Linked DNA regions of Sus scrofa: region 1 is linked to region 2. The links are chromatin contacts, called in public Hi-C maps. All regions are on one chromosome and are shown on one strand. The core of a region is the stretch at or near the end of the contact, and the rest is flanking DNA. Distances in the headings are between cores, read along the strand shown.

What was found. Hi-C and Micro-C count contacts between places; a contact is called where the count stands out from the background.
Region 1: a Hi-C map of liver shows a contact between it and region 2, with 5 times the contacts expected there. The contact joins the promoter of PSMD10 here to the promoter of TSC22D3 in region 2. A contact is called at or near these places in 1 of 5 promoter capture datasets (fetal skeletal muscle), 2 of 47 Hi-C or Micro-C datasets (heart right ventricle and liver) and 1 of 2 datasets of contacts at active chromatin or transcription factors (alveolar macrophages).

Annotation. Positions count from the first base shown.
Region 1 is chrX:88,547,054-88,553,974 of Sscrofa11.1, forward strand. PSMD10 (26S proteasome non-ATPase regulatory subunit 10) reads right to left here and starts at 1,540. Exons shown (of 5, transcript XM_001926907.5): 1 at 1,355-1,540. The coding sequence starts at 1,468. It overlaps ATG4A (cysteine protease ATG4A), which reads left to right. Exons shown (of 14, transcript XM_021079700.1): 2 at 1,602-1,778.
Region 2 is chrX:88,230,045-88,236,717 of Sscrofa11.1, forward strand. It overlaps TSC22D3 (TSC22 domain family protein 3), which reads right to left and starts at 3,539. Exons shown (of 4, transcript XM_021080824.1): 1 at 3,228-3,539; 2 at 2,538-2,963. The coding sequence starts at 2,857.

The DNA of each region.
Region 1 (6,921 bases), core at 290-2,789, 320 kb after region 2:
TTTTTTCCCTGGTGCGATTTTTAAAAACAAATCTTAAATATGACTTTTCATCTCTAAAGATGTATCTAAAAAAAAGACACTTTACTACATAGCTATTATACCTATTAAAATGAACAGTAACTCCTTTATAACACCAAATACCCAGTCTTTATTCAGATTTCCCCAACTCTCCTGCAGCTGGCTTTGTTTCAGTCATGATCCATACATGGTCCTTAAGTTGCAACTGTTTGTTGTGTTTCTTGTCTTTTGATCTTGAATAGTTTCTCCCATTTTTATGCCATTCATTTGATGAAGAATGGTTAGAAATATTATTAAATCTTAACTTAATATTGTTAAATTAAATCGAAAGTATTAAATATTACCAGACCAAAACGATGGTAAACTAGGCAAAGGCATTTTCAGGTTGAGCAATAAAGGAAAGTTCCAGAAAAAAGTCTTCTGATTTCTAACTCTCTTTCCAAAGACACAAAATGGAGATTTGTAAGTACGTGCTTAGCACGATACCTGTCCTATAGGAGGCAATCTATAAATATTTGTTGGTTTGCTGAGGGCACCGTGAATCTTGAAGTATGTGGGTCCTTTAAGCAGGTGGGCAGAAACAAACACTTCCCAAGGTCCACTCCCGTTCCACCTCTGCCTAGAATGTCCGTTCATCCGCGGGGAAATCTCACTCATCCTTCCAAAATAAAACCAACCTTCCCTCCTTTGCAAAGCCTTTTCAGTTACGACAACATTTGGCTTTTCTAATCGAGATTAAATCAGGTCCTTCTATGACAGGTGCTTCTGAAAGCACCACGTCAACTTCCCTCCCGGGTATTTACCACTATCTATGATTGGATATGATTGGGGATTATTTTATTAACGTCTGCCCCTTCCATTCGACTGTATCCCCAGCTCCCAGCAAACTGCCAGGCACAGAAGAGGAGTTCAGTTACAAGTGTTCCATTGAGTAAAATCACCAATGAATGCAAGGAAACACGTTTCAAAACACCAAAAACTTTCCTTCTCACGGATAACTCAAAGATGGGGCATTTTTGAGAAACGCGCTAAACGTTCTAGAAATATCCAATATGCAGCAAGCTAAGTACTGGGGGGAAAAAAAAACCCGCAAACAAACAGAAAAACAGTGACGGTCTGCAGGGCTAGCTCCGGCCGCCTGATCTCAAGGCCTGAGATGACCCTGGGGTAAGGATGGGGCGGCGGGGGAGGGGATCTAGCCTTCTCGGAACCGGCCTCCCCCTGGGATGGGATGGGCTGGGCTGGGCTGGGCCGGGCAGCCACGTTGGGCTCCGCGGCCACGTTGGGCTCCGCAGCCACCGCCGCCGCCTGCGGAGAGGCCCCAGCGCTGTTTTACCTGGTCAGTCCTAGTGGCAAGGGATTTATCGGCCAGGATCCTCTCCTTCAACTCTTCCAGCTTTCCGCTGTAGGCCAGGTTGCAGACCATTAGGTTAGACACACACCCCTCCATTTCGCTTTCCCAGGATCTCGGTGAAGCCAGACCAAAGACCGCCTCACGTCGCCGGCTCCCACTGCCAATCAAAAAAGCCAGTAGAATCCACCAATCACCGATCTCCCTCGTTCCTTTGCTTCTTTTCCCATAGCAGGGCGCCTCTGGGAGTTGAAGTTCGAGCGCAGTTCCGGGAGGGGAGGCGCCTTTCCCGCTCTCTCCAACTCGGCCCCTAGCACCGCGGAACTACGAGTCCCAGGGTCCCTTGCGGCCGCCGTAGTCAAGTGGCCGGTGGAATTGGCCCAGGATGACAGCTGGAGAATGGAGTCAGGTACGGGGAGCGGCTTCTTGTGGAACTGGGGTGGGTGGTCGCAGTTGAGGCATTGAGTCGGTGACGCCAAATGGGTGCGGAATCACGGTGAGAGGGTTATGGGAGCCTAAAAGTCCTGTCCCTCGGGGGCCCTGACTTGCAGTGGTAAGCGGAAGGGAAAACGGTAGTAACTGAACACTACCTTCAGAACTCGAACCGGTGCCTGTGGCCACCTTACCCCTCGCTGCTGCCACCGCCAAAGGAATGGAATTAATTAGGGGTCAGTTATTCTGACATCTCGGCGGAGTGGCATTAGGGCAAAATTCAGTAACAGTAGTGAGAGCATATGACACCGTAGTAAGGTGATGTGCCAGGGTGATGCCAAAGGCAGGGTGTGATGCCATAGGAGCCACTTGATATCTGAGAGATCTCGGTGAGTTCATGGCCTGGTGACATCACAACTTGATGAGGGTCATCTTGACACTGTGGTATGGTGTTGGCTCTTTAATATCATGATAGTGAAGATGACACTGAGGCTTTACTAGAACTATTAAACTAATAGTGTTTCTATTTATAGAAATCCTAAATAGTGCCATAGCAGAAGAGATGCAAGGCTTATCCTTTATAGGACATATCCAGAAGGACATCATGCCAAAACCAGGTAATAATAAGAATACACTCGGAGTTCCTGTCGTGGCGCAGCGGAAACGAATCCGACTAGGAACCATGAGGTTGCAGGTTCGATCCTTGGCATCGCTCAGTGGGTTAAGGATCCGACGTTGCCCTGAGCTGTGGTAGAGGCTGCAGACGCGGCTCGAATCTGGCATTGCTGTTGCTGTGGCTGTGGGGTAGGCCGGCAGCTGTAGCTCTGTTTCGACCCCTAGCCTGGGACCTCCTGGGACCTCCATATGCTGTGGGTGCGGCCCTGAAAAGACAAAAAGACAAAAAAAAAAAAAAAAAAAGAATGCACTCAAGAAAGAGACTGCTTACGTTTATATTTACCCTGCTGTGGTGTAGAATGTGGTTCTATAAAGAGCCAGATAATAAATATTTTAGACTTTGTGGACCAAAAGGCAAAATTGTGGATAATTTGTAGGTACCTATATGACAAGAGAGAAAACAAATTTCAACAAATGTTTATTGATGAAATTCAAAATATAATAATAATTGAGTACTTTTTGGTAATATGAGACTACTGATGAGAATAATGGAATTCTTTTTTGGAGGGATGACATTTTGTTTATTTGAGGCTAGTAGTCAGTGTTGCCTATCATCAAAATTGTTTCAAATGTGCATCTGTTAATGCTGATCTGTGATGAGATTTTATCTATTATGCCATTTTATCTTTGTGTCTTTTCACATAGATAGGTACTGCCAAATATCAATGTGACTCCACAAACATAGTCTTATAGTCTTATTTTTTATTTAAATACATTTTACATTCTTTTTTTTTTAATGGCTGCGCCTGTGGCATATGCAGGTTCCTGGGCCAGGGGTTGATTCTGAGCTGCTGGGCAGCTGTGGCAACTCTGGGTCTTTAACCTATTGTGTCGGGCTGGGTATTGAACCTGCAGCTCTGCAATGACCCAAGCCACTGCACTTGGATTCTTAACCCACTGTGCCACAGCAGGAATGCCTACATTCTTTTTTTTTAAATATATTATCTTCCATCACGGTCTATCCCAGGAGATTAGATATACGTCCCTGTGCTGTACAGTAGGACCTCATTGCTTGTCTATTCTGAATGCAATAGTTTGCATCTACCAACCCCAAACTCCCAGTCCATCCCACCCCCTTCCCCTCCCCCTTGGCAACCATAAGTCTGTTCTTAATGTCTGTGTCTGTTTCTGTTTTATAGACAGGTTCATTTGTGCCATATTTTAGATTCCACATATAAGTGATGTCATATAGTATTTGTCCTTCTCTTTCTGACTTACTTCACTTAGTATGATAATCGCTAGTTGCATCCATGTTATTGTGCAAATGGCATTATTTCATTCTTTTTTATGGCTGAGTAGTATTCCATTGTGTATATGTACCATTTCTTCTTAATATATTCATCTGTCGATGGACATTTAGGTTGTTCCATGTCTTAGCTATTGTGTGTAGTTCTTGGCTATTGTTCATAGTGCTGCAGTGAACATAGGGGTGCGTGTATCTTTTTTTTTTTTTTTTGTCTTTTTAGGGCCAAAACCACGGCACATGGAAGTTCCCAGGCTAGGAGTCTAATCGGAGCTGTAGCTGCTGGCCTACACCACAACCACAGCAGTGTGGGATCCAAGCCACATCTGTGACCTACACGACAGCTCATGGCATCACCAGATCTTTATTTCACTGAGCGAGGCCAGTGATTGAACCTGCATCCTCATGGGTACTTGTGGATTTACAATGTTAATTTCTGCTGTACAGCAAAGTGACCCAGTCATACGTGTGTGTGTGTGTGTGTGTGTGTGTGTGTACATACACACATTTTTTTTTCTCTGCATGTATTTTTTTTTTTTTTTTGTCTCTTAGGGCCACACACATGGCACATGGTGGCTCCCAGGCTAGGGGTCTAATCGGAGCTGTTGCTGCTGGCCTACACCACAGCCACAGCAATGCAGGATCCGAGCTGCATCTGTGACCTACACCAGAGCTCATGGCAATGCTGGATCCTTAACCCACTGAGCAAGGCCAGGGATTGAACCTGCATCCTCATGGATGCTAGGCAGAATTATTTCCACTGAGCCATGATGGGAACTCCTGCATGTATCTTTTTGAACTATAGTTTTGTCTAGATATATGCCCAGGGGTGGAATTGCTGGATAAGATAGTTCTATATTTTGTTTTAGAGGAACCTCCATACTGTTTTCCATAATGGTTGTACCAATTTAAGTACATTTTAAATTTCAGAATAACTTTAGATTTATGGAAAAGTTGCAAAGGCAGTACAGAGTTTGTGTACTTCTCATCCAGTTTCCCCTACTGTTCCCTTCCTATTTTAACAGTTTTTTGAGTGGTGTGTGTGTGTGTGTGTGTGTGTGTGTGTGTGTGTGTGTATGTGTATTTTTTTTTCCACACTGGCAATGGGCAGAAGTTCTTAGGCCAGGGATCAAACCCGAGCCACAGCAGTGAAAATGCCAAATCCTTAACCACTAGGCCACCAAGGACCTCTGGGTTATAAAATTCTCTCATTTCAAGTGTATAGTTAAATATTTTTAGTAACTTTACTGAGTGGTGCACCCATCATCATAATCAATTTTATAACATCTTCACTTCCCCCAAAGGATCCCTCATTCACTTTTATTTATAGTGAATCCTTGTTCCCACTCCTAGCCCCAGGTGACCACTGATCTAATTTGTCTCTATAAATTTGCTTGTTTTGGGCATTTCATCTAAATTAAATCAAACAACAAGTGATCTAGAGTTCCCACTGTGGTGCAGTGGGTTAAGAACCTGACGGCAGTGGCTCGAGTCACTGCAGAGGCATGGATTCTATCCCTGGCCCAGTGCAGTGGGTTAAAGGATCTGGTGTTGCCACAGCTGTGATGCCACAGCTGCAGCTCAGATTCAGTCGCTGGCCCAGGAACTTCCATATGCTGTGGGTGCAGCCATTAAAAAAAAAAAGTGGGAGTTCCCGTCGTGGCGCAGTGGTTAACGAATCCGACTAGGAACCATGAGGTTGCGGGTTCGGTCCCTGCCCTTGCTCAGTGGGTTAACGATCCGGCGTTGCCGTGAGCTCTGGTGTAGGTTGCAGACGCGGCTCGGATCCCGCGTTGCTGTGGCTCTGGCGTAGGCCGGTGGCTACAGCTCCGATTCAACCCCTGGCCTGGGAACCTCCATATGCCGCGGGAGCGGCCCAAGAAATAGCAACAACAACAACAAAAGACAAAAAAAAGTGGTCTTTTGTGCCTGGCTTATTTCCCTTAGCAAAATATTTTTGAGATTCATCCATATTGTAGCATGTATCAGTACTTCATTAATTTTTTTTGCCAAATAGTATTCCATTATATGAATATAACAGATTTTGTTTGTCTACTCACTAGTTGGTAGACATGTGGGTTGTTTCTAGTTTGGGGATATTATGAATAATGCTGCTAAGGACATTAGCGTGTGAGTCTTTGTGTGGATATATGTTCTTGTTTTTTGTTTTTGTCTTTTTAGGGCTGCACCTGCAACATATGGAAGTTCCCAGGCTAGGGGTCATATCAGAGCTACAGCTGCCGGCCTACATCACAGCCACAGCAACTCGGTATCCAAGCCATGTCTGCGACCTACACCGCAGCTCATGGCAATGTCAGATATCCTTAACCCACTGAGCAAGACCAGGGATTGAACCTGAGTCCTTATGGATACCAGTCAGGTTCATTACCCCTGAACCACAAGGGGAACTCCCCAGACATATGTTTTCATTTCTCTTTGGTTGGTACCTAAGAATGGAATTATTGGATCATATGGCAAATTTATCTTTAGCTTTATAAGAAACTGCAAAATTGTTTTCCAAAGCAGCAGCACTATTTTGCATTTCCATCCAGCAATGTATGAGGGTTTCTGTTTCTCTATTTCCTCACCAACATTTGTTATTGTCTGACTTTTTGTTGTAGTCATTCTGAATGGATGTGAAATGGTATCTCATTGTGGTTATAATTTGCATGTCCTTAATGACTAATGATGATGAGCATCTTTTCATTCACTTATTAGCCACTCATGCAGCTTTTCCATTTTATATTATGTATATTATATATATAATATATTATGTATATACAATATATTATATATAATATATTATATATATTATGTATATTATATATAATATATTGTGTATATTATATATAATATATTATGTATATTATATATATATATATATATATATATATATTGTCTTTTTAGGGCCATACCTGTGCATATGGAAGTTCCCAGTCTAGGAGTTGAATTGGAGCTGCAGCTGTTGGCTACGCCACAGCCACAGCAACTCTGGACCTGAGCTGCGTCTGCGACCTACACCGTAGCACACAGCAACGCTGGATCCTTAACCCACTGAGCAAGGCCAGGGATGGAACCCACATCCTCGTGGATACCAGTGGGGTTCTTAACCCACTGAGCCACAATGGGAATTCCTATCTTTTCCATTTTAAAATTGAGTTATTGTCTTTTTGTTTAGTTGTAAGAATTATTTACATATTCT
Region 2 (6,673 bases), core at 2,289-4,788:
TGTGTGTGTGTGTGTGTTTTTGCTATTTCTTTGGGCTGCTCCCGTGGCACATGGAGGTTCCCAGGCTAGGGGTCGAATCGGAGCTGTAGCCACTGGCCTACGCCAGAGCCACAGCAATGCAGGATCCGAGCCGTGTCTGCAACCTACACCACAGCTCACGGCAACGCCGGATCGTTAACCCCCTGAGCAAGGGCAGGGACCGAACCCGCAACCTCATGGTTGCTAGTCGGATTCGTTAACCACTGCGCCACGACGGGAACTCCCCAGCTCAGATTTTGAGACACCCCACGACCAGCCAAAAAGGGTCTCCTACTTTGCTAGGGAGCAAGTCCGTCTAGGCAAAACCGCAAACAAATTCGGGATCCCCGGATCTCCAAGGTCCCAGTTGTCACCGCAAATGAGACAATGCTTGGTCCTGCCGGAACCACAGGGCCCTGTCGCTCCCTGGCCTCACTGAAGCCTGAGGGCCTGCTGCTTAGCTGCTTAGCTGTTTGGGACGCTGATCTCAGGAGGACAGGGTGCTCAGAGACGACTTCCCAACGATGCGCCCTGCTCCCTCCACCAGCGGCCTCAGCCCCTCACCCAGCCTGGTAGCACTTCCAGGCTTTGCTAAGAACCTAGCTTCCACAGACAGGTGTCCGTGGAGGAGGTGACAAAGGTCTTGCCATTTAAGAAACCCAGACCACCGGAAAGCCTCGCAAGATGTGACACACACACGAACACTTTGATCTCGGGCCCTCAGCTTCACGCCTCAGTTGGCTAAGTCCGACCTTCCTAGGCCTCTAACCCAGGAACCAGAGCTGAGGAAGCGTCCCCTCGTATGCGCCATTGGGCCATTTCAGAGCAGTTTCTTTCCCAGCTGAAAGAGGGCAGGTGCTCTGGGCGCCCTTCCCAGGTGTGGCGGCCACCCCTCCCCCGTCGCCTAAAAGCCTCAGCGGGATTCTCAGGAGCCTGGAAGGGCTTCCCTATCGGCAGGGCTGCATCGGGCCGTGGTCTGAATACACTTGCAGTCATCTTTTACCAGAAATGAAGATTCCCTTGAAACCTGTTCCATTCACGGCCTGGTCTCTTGGAGACAATGAGATAAACTGATGCCTAAAGTGAAATAATAGCTGAGAAAGGGCTTTGATGGCGTGCAAAATGCTGGAAAACACTACTTGTTATGATAATGCTAACAAAGTGGGCAGTCCTGCTTGTCCCCTTCCTGGAACCTCTGGGGCTGGGGAGGTAAACCTGGAGGAAGGTAGCTCCTGCCTAGCTTGATAACTTTTAAAACGTCCTCTTGGTGTCTCACTGAAAACCCATCCAATTCTTCAAATATTCTATGGGAGCTCAAAATTTCTTCTATCCTAGTCTGAGCATATCACCTGCCCACGATCTGGAATCTCAGACCCAGAAGGAAACTTTTAGAGACCAGAGAGGTCAAGCGATTTACTCAGGCTCACACAGGGAAGTAGAGCCCTACAACCCAGATCTCCCACAGTGGGTGTCTCTTTCTCTTACATAACCTGAGATGTTGAGAAAGAATAAAACCCACCCACACGCGGGCACAAATACACACATATACACACACACACACCAGCGCCGTCTCTGTGGCTCTAAGAACATCCAACTCAAGACTAGGTTTCCCGAGGTTGCCTCCCCTGCCTCAAAATTGCCTCCATTGTTCCCCCTGCCCTCGGGGTCTGGTAAGACCGGCCCTCACCAGAGTGTCTCAGACTGGAGGACAGCAGACGCATTGGGTCTTCCCATTGTGTTTCTCCCCTCCCTTCCCTTCCTCGTCCTTCAGCCCGATTTCTAGAAAGTCTGACCCGCACTCCAACCCACGCCTGCAACCCACACGGATTCATTCGCCCTCAGGTCCTAGAATGCTCTTCGGGGCTGCTTTTAGCCCTCGCTGGCTCGAAAGTGAAGGCTGGGACCCATGGAGGAGGCGAGGGTCCCACCACCTAGAGTTTCGAGAAATTCTCACAGGTCTCTAATTTTTTCTTATTCCCCACTCTGCCCCACACCACCAGCAGCTTAATTTGTCTGGACATTCTGCTTGCCCTCACCGGAGGCAGTTGGGGCCACTCAGGAAATTTAAAAACCCTTGCAGTTTCCATCCGAGTTTGCATATTTAGAAAAAGGCTTTTGAGAAGGGGGGAACTCGGGATCCCAAGGGCATCCACCTCGGAATCTGCAAAGTGGCTGTAGAAATGTGGGCACTGGGGGGAGAAAGTGCTGCCAGCTCCCCCCAAACCGTCTCGGGCTCTGTCCACCTTCTGGGCGCCAGCATCTCCCTAGGAGGGCTTCTTGCAGGCACCTTTCAAAAACAGCATCCGCCAGGCCTCCCCTCAGGGGCACAGGAATCCAGGTGGCCAGCCTCGGGGTCGGGTCGGCCACCGCAGCCCGGGTGAACCTGACCTCCCCAGCCCACCCCCCCCGGACTTCGTGGTGGCCCCTTTTGTGCGAGCGGAGGATCCAGCAGAGGCCGGTGCGAGCCGGGACCGTGTGCCGCCGCCGCCCCCCCCCACGCCGTGTGCCCCGCCACCCACCTGTGGAAGAAGAGCAGGATGGAGAGCATGGTCTGGTCGATGTTGCGGTTGCAGATGCCCTCGTTGATCAGGTAGCAGGGGTCCCGCAGCACGGGCTCTAGCGAATCCTGCCGCATTATGCTGTTGAGCTTGTCGGTGTTGAGGTTCTCGAAAATCAGCTTCTCCTGCAGCTGCCGAAAGTTGCTCACGGTGGGGCTGCCCGGGTTGTTGTTGTCCCCGCTGCTGTCGCGCTGGAGCCCGCTCCGGTGGGCCAGGTCCAGGCAGCAGTTGCAGCAGTCGAGGCCGACAGGTGAGCGGCAGTCGGTCTTGGGCTGGGCCATCTTCTCCGCCTCAGGGGCCGCCTGGCCCGCGCGGTCAGGGGCGGCCGGCAGGTGCGCGCCCGCCGGGCCGGCCTGAGGGGACTCCAGGGTGTCTGGGAAAGACAAGCTGTGAGGAGAAGAGTTGTCAATTAGCGCCGAAAGCCGGCCACCCTCGGCTCGGCCCCCTTCTGGCTGCGCCGGCCGCTCGGGGTGCGAATAGAAACAGCTGGACAAACAGCTCTGAGCGGATCCTTCGGGCTCACTTCCTCCTCTTCCTCCTCCTCTCCCCCCTCCTCCTCCTCCCGAGGCCGGGGCCGCCCCCCCTGAGGTGCCACACGCGGCCCCTGCGCCGTCCCAAGTTTCCCAAGTGTGAGCGGGGCCCGGGGCGGACCTGTGGCAGCAGGAAGGGCGGGCGGCGGGGCAGAGGGAGAGCCGGGGCGCGCCCTCGCTCCCTCCCTCCCGGGCTCCCTCCCTCCCTCCCTCCCTCGCCGCCGGTTCGCTGGCTCGCCCGCTCTCGGGCTCCCCGGGGCTGCGCCGGCGGAGCGGTGGCAGGAGCCGAGCGCGACTGACTGAGCGAGCGAGCGAGCGAGCCGCGCGCCCGGGAGTCGGCGCGGGGCTTGTGACAGCATGCAAATGACCCCCGGTGGGCCGGCGGACCACGCGGGTCCGCCGCTTCCCCGGCGCGCGCCCCGGAGCCGGCGCGGTCCTGCCCCCACGCCGCCCCGCCCCCGCCCTCCGCTCCCGCACGGCCGCTCGCACCCTCGCCCGCGCGCCCGGGAGCCCCGCTCGGCTCCCCCTCCCTGCGCGCGCCGCGCAGCTCCCCGGCTCGGGCTCTCGCGCCGCGGCGGGCGCATCCTCGGCCAGAGATTCCCCGGGAGCCGGGAGCCGGGAGCCGGGAGCCGCGCCACCGGGGGGTTCGAGCTCGGCGGGCGGGCCGAGTTGCCTCGTCCCGCCGCGGCCGGGGCCCTCTGCCGCAGAGACGCCGCCTTCTTCGAGAAGCGGGGTCGGGGGCGGGTGGGGTGCCGAGAGAGCGGCGGCCTCGGCCCGGAGCCTGAGGGCGTCCGGCACGCGTCGGCAGGTCCCCAGACGGGCCTGAGACGAAAGTCACAGAAGCCGGCTCAACCGCTCCCCGGTTTTTGTCCCTGCCTCCTCCCTTCACTCATCTCCCCCTTTCCGCCCCCTTTGCTCGCTCTTCTCTTCCCCGAACCCCATCCGAGACATCAACGTCCCGGCTTCCGGCAGTGCCAGCCCCTTAGCAGGCTTCTGCCGCCCGCTGCCCCCCGCCCCCGCTCCCTCTCTTATCTCCATTTTCGCCCCCCGCTCCCCCCATCTTCCTTCTTTTTGCCCTTCTCCATTCTTCCTCTCATTTATTTTCCTTGTCTCCTCTTTCTTGACTCATTTCTGGTCTTGCCTTTCTTTCTCGCCCCCGTCTTATTATTTTTTTTCTCCTTTTCTCTATGTCCTCGTTCACCCTACCCCCAAGTCCTCTTACCCCCCTCGGTTTCTTTCTTCCCCCTTCCTTTCCCGCATGTGATTGCCCCTCTCGCTGACGCACCCCTCTTTCGCCTCAGTTTTGTCCCTTCCTCCCCACTTCACTCAGCTTCCCCCATCTTTCCAAACTTGCGCTCCCCTCTCTTTTCTGATCCCCCACCCGCCTTAGGTGATCTCTGTCCTTACCCTTTCCAGAGGTGGGGTGATTGGATGTTTTGGGGCACTGGGGGGGATGTCCTGACGCTCTTGGCTCTGAGGAGAAGGTGAGTCTGAAGCGGAGCTGAGGTGAAAGGGCAGGTTTGTGGAGAGCACGGCAGGTTGCTGCTGTGGGTCAAACCCCAGCTTTGTGAGAGCTGGGGATGTGCGGGGTTGATAAGTGGTAGGGTTCCCGCATGTCTCAGGACTTGGAGACTTAGAATACTTTGAATGCGTAGAATTCAGTAATTACTGCCTCCTGAAAAAAATTCAAAATATTCATGGTGTTCAGCTTTCACTGAAAACTCAGACGGATTTCAGTTGCAGCCAATACTCCCCACCCCCCCATCAGCTCGCTTCTTTCACCCGCCCAGGGCGCTGGCAATAGAGCAGTATATACTGCCATCTTGTGGTCAAAACGTGGAACGTTTCCTGCCGGAGTCAGATCTTGCAGAGACGCCTTCGGTGCCCCCTAGTGGAATTGACCCCGCACTGGTCCCGAGAGTAGGAGGAAAGAGGAGGCAGAGGGTCCACACCAAAAGGGCTCCTTGGCCAAGCAGTGCGCCTGGACCCCAGTCAGGGCAGAGCCACCCTTTCTAGTGGAGCTCCACCTGCCTGAGTCCCTACCGATCTGGCTTTCCTAGATTTGGCACACGCTCCCTCCGTGTTCCACAAGCATCACCTCCGTGATTAGGAGCAAAGGGCAGCCAACAATTTCTTGTTTCCAAGGCTCTGTGGCTCTTACGTGGGGCCCGGCCATTTCCCGAAAAGGACAGAGGGCCGTATACTCTCTGCTGTAGGCCCCGGAAAACTAAAAACAAGCTGTATCCCTGGCCCCTGACAGGAAACCAAGATCAGACGTGAAAGAGGCGTTGGAAGGTCACTGACCAGACCAGCAAAGCTGAGAGTATGGTCCCTGTGTTCTCACCGACTGCAGAAGATTCTGCTGGTTCTCTTAAACCCCGGTCCCTTAGATGCGTTATTTTCCCCTTTTCTTCTTCATTGTCTTTTTTTTTTTTTTTTAATGTTCTTGGGTAAAAGCCAGAGGAGGTAGTAGAATATGAAATTTAATATGCATTGTGTAGACTTATAGCCTGCTGAATTGTTTTTTAATTACAGTGTTGATGATTTTCCCTCTTGTTTATAATTATTTTATGTTAAACATTATAACAAAATATATTAGCTCCATAAATGTTTATTTAAGTTGTGTTTTGAGAACTGCTGGGGCCTTTTGCTTCTACACTTGCCCCGAATCCTCTTATCTCTGTGCATAACCTTGGGAGGAAGCCCTGGTGGAAGGATTTCCTTCTTGGCATGTGGCACCTTTAAACTCCAGATTTTGTTCCCTCCACCTTTCCCTTGTTGGAGTCCTTGCTCACAAGCAGCATTGTTAATAATTCAGTGCAGCTCTGCATACTATCTCCAAGCTGATCAAGAGCAAATATAACTTAGAGAGGGACAATCTAGATAGTTCAGAGACGGAGTTCAGAAAGCTGTTGTGTGTTTGCATTTACAAGTCCTGCTTGTATTGACTTCTACCTCCCGAGGAAGGCGGACTGGGCAGGGCCTCCTTGGCTCCTCTCTGTGAAGCTTTGCTCCCATGTATTGTGTTGGATGGAGAGACTCCAAGTAGCACAAAGTTCTTGTATAAACCCAGGGAGTAGAGGGGGGCCCCACTTCCAGACAGAGCTGGTGGCTTTCTGGGTGGAGGAGAAAGGGGAAAAAGGGGGATACCGCTTTCTCAGATGGAATCATCGACAGTCAGGCACTCGCCACTTGCCCTGTGCCAAGTGCAAGGGTTAGTGGAGATTCAGAGGTAAATCAGCACAAGCCCCCAAAGAACTCATGGTCTATTTGGCAACACAGATATGTAAACAGACAAAAGCAACAGAAACAGGAAGTGATGATGGAGGCCCAGGGGGGTGTTTGGGTGGGGGAGCACTGCTGGGTGAGTGTGAAGGGGCGGTCAGCTCCAGAAGGAGGGAAGAGCAATCTACTCCTCGAAGAGAGGAAAGAACAGAGGCCTGGAGGTGAGAACAGTGTGTATGCTGGGGCCTAAGCATTGATTACAAAGCAGGTCAGTGTTACTGGAGAATAAGATGTGAGAGAGGGGAGTTCCTGCCGTGGCTCAGGGGTTAACGAACCCGACTA